Regions from separate parts of the Sus scrofa genome. Here region 1 is linked to region 2. Evidence: chromatin contacts called from public Hi-C data. All regions are on one chromosome and are shown on one strand. Each heading gives the region's core, a stretch centred on a gene start, on an enhancer-like site or on the middle of the called end of the contact. The rest is flanking DNA. Distances are from core to core; before and after follow the strand shown. Region 1 holds the start of FAM133B (protein FAM133B). Region 2 holds the start of RBM48 (RNA-binding protein 48).

Evidence for each region. A called contact is a pair of places that touch in the nucleus more often than the background predicts.
Region 1: a Hi-C map of liver shows a contact between it and region 2, with 4 times the contacts expected there. The contact joins the promoter of FAM133B here to the promoter of RBM48 in region 2. A contact is called at or near these places in 1 of 5 promoter capture datasets (liver), 8 of 47 Hi-C or Micro-C datasets (blood, brain, embryonic fibroblasts and 3 more) and 2 of 2 datasets of contacts at active chromatin or transcription factors (alveolar macrophages and skeletal muscle).

Annotation. Positions count from the first base shown.
Region 1 is chr9:72,502,401-72,505,100 of Sscrofa11.1, reverse strand. It overlaps FAM133B (protein FAM133B), which reads left to right and starts at 1,279. Exons shown (of 11, transcript XM_005667601.3): 1 at 1,279-1,434. The coding sequence starts at 1,411.
Region 2 is chr9:72,443,508-72,446,207 of Sscrofa11.1, reverse strand. RBM48 (RNA-binding protein 48) reads right to left here and starts at 1,397. Exons shown (of 5, transcript XM_003130141.5): 1 at 1,254-1,397; 2 at 526-716. The coding sequence starts at 1,397. PEX1 (peroxisome biogenesis factor 1) reads left to right here and starts at 1,490. Exons shown (of 23, transcript XM_021102380.1): 1 at 1,490-1,840. The coding sequence starts at 1,592.

The DNA.
Region 1 (2,700 bases), core at 30-2,529, 59 kb before region 2:
GCCGGATCGTTAACCCACTGAGCAAGGGCAGGGACCGAACCCGCAACCTCATGGTTCCTAGTCGGATTCGTTAACCACTGCGCCACGACGGGAACTCCTGGATCAATTATTTTCTGATGACATTGTGCTGAGATAGGCCCAGCTTTATCCAGCTCCATTAATAATAAATATAATGACAATTTCTCTGGAGCCCAGAACATCTCCCTTGAAGTTTTAGTATTGTGCTGACATTATTATGACGTGTCATGCAGTAAAATTGGCCCTGAGTGCATCTATCTCCCTTACCAGTTTATAAACAGGCCCTTTGAAGGTAGGACTTATGTCTTAATCAGCTTTGTGTCTTGCGCTACATCCAGCTTCCAGTCACTGTTAATGAATTACCAAGTAAAAGTTCAAAAATTAGTGTGAGGAGTTCCCCTCCTGGCTCAGCAGAAAGGAATCTGACTGGTATCCATGAGAAAGCAGGTTCCATCCCTGGCCTCGCTCAGGTGGGTTAGGGTTCCAGCATTGCCATGAGCTGTCTGGTGCAGGTTGCAGACACCGCTTGGATCTGGGGTGTTGCTTTGGCATAGGCCTGGGGCTACAGCTCCAATTCAATCCCTAGCCTGGGAACCTCCATATGCCGCAGGTGCGGTGCTAAAAAGGAAAAAAAAGAAAAATGTGTGAAATGAATGCATGAATGATGGATAAATGGAAGTGAATTTAAATTTTTTTTTTTTTTTTTTTTTTTTTTTTTTAGTTTAGGGCTGCGCCTGCAGCATATGGAAGTTCCCAGGCTAGGGGTCGAATGGGAGCTGCAGCTGCTGGCCTACACCACAGCCACAGCAACCCTGGATCCTTAACCCACTGTGGGAGGCCAGGGATTGAACCCACGTCCTCATGGATACTAGCGGGGTTTGCTACCGCTGAGCCACTACGAGAACACCTAAAAGGCAATTTCTTTAGCAATGTGTACGACAGCACTGTCTTCTGGCCCACAACCTGATGGGCTCTGTGAGGGGTCCTGGTCCTCATTTTATCCCCAATATATGCACTATGCTAAGCACATAATAAGCGTTGGAGTAATTATTATATCCCCTCGAATGAGGATTTAAATGCACCAGGAATAGAAGAAGGCAAAGCAATCTAAGGCCAAATGGAAGTGAGCTGCCTTGGCGAGGCTGCTGTACCGGGTGAATGGTACAGAACAGGAATCCCCAGAAAACCCCTGGGAACCGCGGGTAAGCGGGGGCGCCCGTCTCTCCTCCGCGGCGGTAGGTGGCGCTGTGGCCAGACGCGGCCCCCAGGTCCTCGCGGTGCCGCTCTCCGGACCGGGTGGGGAGTTGGCGGAGGGACCTGCGTCCGGCCCGCTTCGGCATCCTTTCTGGCCTGCTGTCTCTCCTTGGCTGCCTGTGCGCTCGGTTCGGCACCATGGGAAAGCGGGACAATCGGGTGGTGAGTACTCTGTTGGGGAAACAATGAGGCGACACAGGGCCCGGCGGCAGAAGCACGGGACCCCTCGCTCTTCCCAACTGGGCCTGAGAGCGGCGGCGCTCGGACCTCGGGCGGGGAGACCCAGCTCCCTCCACCCGCACCGGCCCGAGACGCGCGTGCGCCGCGCACGCAGTTGGCGCCTTTGGGCCCCCTGTGCCCTTTCCTTTTCTTTCTTGTCTCTTTTTACTCTACGCCCCGTTTGCCCGGCCGCATCTTCTGGCAGTGCTCTCCAGCATCCTTCCTTCCCGGACTCGGGTCAGCAGTGCCCAGTTTCTAGAGCCGCGAGGGTACCCTGTTCCTTCCTATAAATGAGTCCAAAGTCGGAGGCCCTTGGAGACACCAGAACTTGCTCCCTTGGCCTCCACCGGGATCGCTCACCCTATCTCCGCGCCATTCTCGTGTGCATCCAGGTGGGATGGAGGCGCAGAGGTCTTAGACTTGGCCCCTACGCGGGGGCGGTGCGGGAACCTGCACCGAGCCCAGTTCGAGCGGCAGGCAGGCTCCCGTTGGAGAACCAGGATCGAAACGTTTGGCTTCGTGCCCCAGCGCCCTGCTAGGCCCTGTGTGGGAATGAATGGCATGACTCTGGAATCAGGCACAGACTGGTATGTCAGGTTTAGTCCCTCGTGAGTTGGGTGACCTAGGATAAAGTTGCTTTTCTTCTCTGAGTCTTAGTTTCTTCATATTAAGAGGGGATCATTGCTGTTCATAATTTTGCAGAATAGTGGAGACTGCAAAAGGCAAGGTGGCCAGGAAAGTGCTTGGCGTGAAAGTTCTTAGTGTAGCAAATGAGATAAAAGATACACAGAAATAACTGATGGCAGAAGTAAGAAATCCTATCTGATGGAGATTCGAAGTTCAGAGGGCGTTTTGTCAGGCGCAGGTAGGAGAAAGGGATTCTAGATGATAGACTACTTGGTTTGGAATGTCCAGGTTATGAATCAGATTGGATGGGCTGTAAACATAAGAGATTAGCAGTAAGCTTAGGTTGCAGCCCTATACTTCTTAGGCTTGGCTGTGATAGAGTTTTAAACCACTGAGCAGCAAGACCAGATTGGAAGCCCACCTGTGACCTGCGTCGCAGCTTGCAGCAATGTTGGATCTTTAACCCACTGAGCAAAGCCAGGGATGAAACTCGCACCCTCATGGGATACTACTTGGGTTCTTAATCTGCTGAGCCACAACAGGAACTTCAGGGAGCTTTCCTTTTATGAAATACTTCCTATC
Region 2 (2,700 bases), core at 148-2,647:
TTTAAAATGAGGGAAAAAAGAGATAGGGCATTTCGTACTTAATTGTTGGAGAAAATTTTATGTTATATAGAAGGAGATTCAATTACACAGGTCCATAAAATAAGAGATCCAATACCTAATGTTTACTGCCTTCTGAATAGAAGGCACTGTGCTAAGCCCTATACATGGATCCATGTCATCCTCACACAACCTCCGTAAGTAGGTCCTTTTACCATACTGGTGTCTAAAGAATAAGAAAACAGTCTTAATGGGGTCAAGTAACCTGTCCATGGTCATGATGTTAGTAAACAGTGAAACTTGAAAATTTACTCCCAAACCAATTTTTAATCTACCATACTACACACACAAAAAAATTGTTAAGCATGGGAATGACGTGATAGAAAGAGTTTGGTAGGGCTAACATTTAAAAAGACTAGAAGAATACAGGGTCATGTTAGTTACTGGGTAATTCAGAAATGAATGAGGGAGGCCAAATGTAGGCAACGGGAATGGAGAAAATGAGACACTGTTTAACTTGCATATTACCTTGCACTTTGTAAATTGAGAAATTTAATAAGATAAACTTCTGTAAAGTCTTCTGCTGGGTATTCATCTAGAGCATTATACTGTTCAATTGCACCATACAAAGCAAATCGCTCAACTAATTCCTTCATGGCTCCGACTGCAGGAACTCCTTGTATTAATAAGTACCGAGATTCCAAATTGATCGTGTAAACCTATAAGAAATCAGACACATTAAATGTATTTCACAAAGAAGCCTGGGACAAATCTAATCCTATATTTTTTTAAAGTTGAAAAAAACACCTTTCGACTGGTTTGCATAAAAACAGGAAATCTAAAAACTTGCCCCTCTCTCTACATAATGAATAGTTTACCCTTCTTGCAAAGGCCTTTAGCTAAAGCACGTAACATTATCTTCCATCAATGTGTTTTCCACAAATTAGCTCGGTAGAAGTTACAGGGACGAGTTAACAAGTATTCGCTGAGCGTTTACCATGTAACAAGGACCACTGTAAACACGGAAGATACAGTGACTGAAACACAGCCCTCTTCTCACGGAGCTGAGGTTCTAGCAGTAGACTAAAGAGCACTCAAGCATCTTTGGTACTTGAGTACCAGCGTTTTTCATATTCTTCTTCAGTTAATCGATGTGACCGCAGCCTCTCAAGATGTTATTTACGTAAGCTGGGCATGTGAAGCTGGAACTCACAGAAAGCTACCGGGGATAGCGATTGAAACCAAAGTCACTTTACCCTGACAGCGCGAGGGCGGCGCCCCTCTCGATACTTGGCCCGCGAGTCGCATACAGCCCTTTGGACGTGGTGATCGAATAAGCCTCCTAGCTGCCCGCCGCTCAACGCCATCTTGCCGGTGTTATCCCTCGCGAACGACAACATCCGCCCCGTTGCCCCACCGTTTACCCAATAAGAGAGAGGGGTGAGTTAAGGCGTTCCGAGATTGGCTGAAGAATCGACACCGTCGGCCATCGTTTCCTGTGAGCGAGGATTTGGTGAAGAACGTGTCGCCCCCCAGCGGCGCGGCGGAAAGGCCCTGAGAACAGGCGCAGGCGTGCTGGCCCCTCCCGCTCCGGATGCGCCGCGGGGCCTTAGGGGGCGGGGCCGATCGATCGTCTCCGGGTCCGACGCCCGCGACCTGCGGGGTTGGCCCGGGAAAGATAGGTTGGGCGGCTGGGGGTCGGTGCCTGCAGACAATGTGGGGCGGCGATCGCCTGGCGGGTGCTGGCGGAGGCGGGGCGGCCGTGACGGTGGCCTTCACCAACGCTCGCGACTGCTTCCTCCACTTGCCGCGGCGCCTTGTGGCCCAGCTACACCTGCTGCAGGTAAGGCGCCCGCTTGGTGCCGGGCTCTCACCACCGACTTGGGACAGCTGCTGGCCAGTCTGCGGTCGGCCGAGACCCAGGCCTTTTAGGGACGCAGCGGCCGCTCAGGCCTCTCCCGGCGGCGGGATTAGGGCTGCTTTCCCAGCCCCGCCGACCGGTTCAGAGGCCACACTGAGGACCCCTTGCGGGCAGGGCTGGCCTGGGCGCTCTTGACAGCCACATCACGTCTAGTGCAGCACGGCTTCTTTGAGTTGACCTGCTGTATTCCAGGTCTTTTACTCGCCGGAACTGGGCTTTGAAACGCCCCGATATTCTCCCTCTTCGTTCAACTATTCCTCACTCCAGGTTGGAAAAGCTCTTGAGAAGTCGGGTTTGTTTGTCTTTTGGGATTCTGTTCTGTTTTGTTTCATTATTAGAAAACGTTTTTCCTGCCAGCGATTTCCAGGTGCTTGCATGGCTGTGGTCCCGGCCTTCAGAAAGAGGGGCGGACTTGGTTTGTGAAGTCTCTATTGGTTAACAGAGGTGGAGCCCTGTGTCCCACGAGCGGGATAGATTAATATGAACCTTCTTCCTGTGTCTCCAAACACCTCCGGGGTGCTCCAGGAATGTGCTGTGGGAGTATGCATACTTGGTCATAGGTAGTTAGAATTCCTTGAACCTCTGTTTTCACTTGCGCTCTGCACCTTGTGGTTGTGGCGGTTCATAGCTCTAACACTTGCATGGTTACAGAGATGCAACATCTGTATTTTCCTAATTGTAAAGTGGAGACACCTGGTTTACGAGTTTGAGCGTGCTTGCTTAAGGGGCTAAAAGGATAGGCTGTTTGAAATCTTCGAAAATCCTGAATGCATAGTACCCAC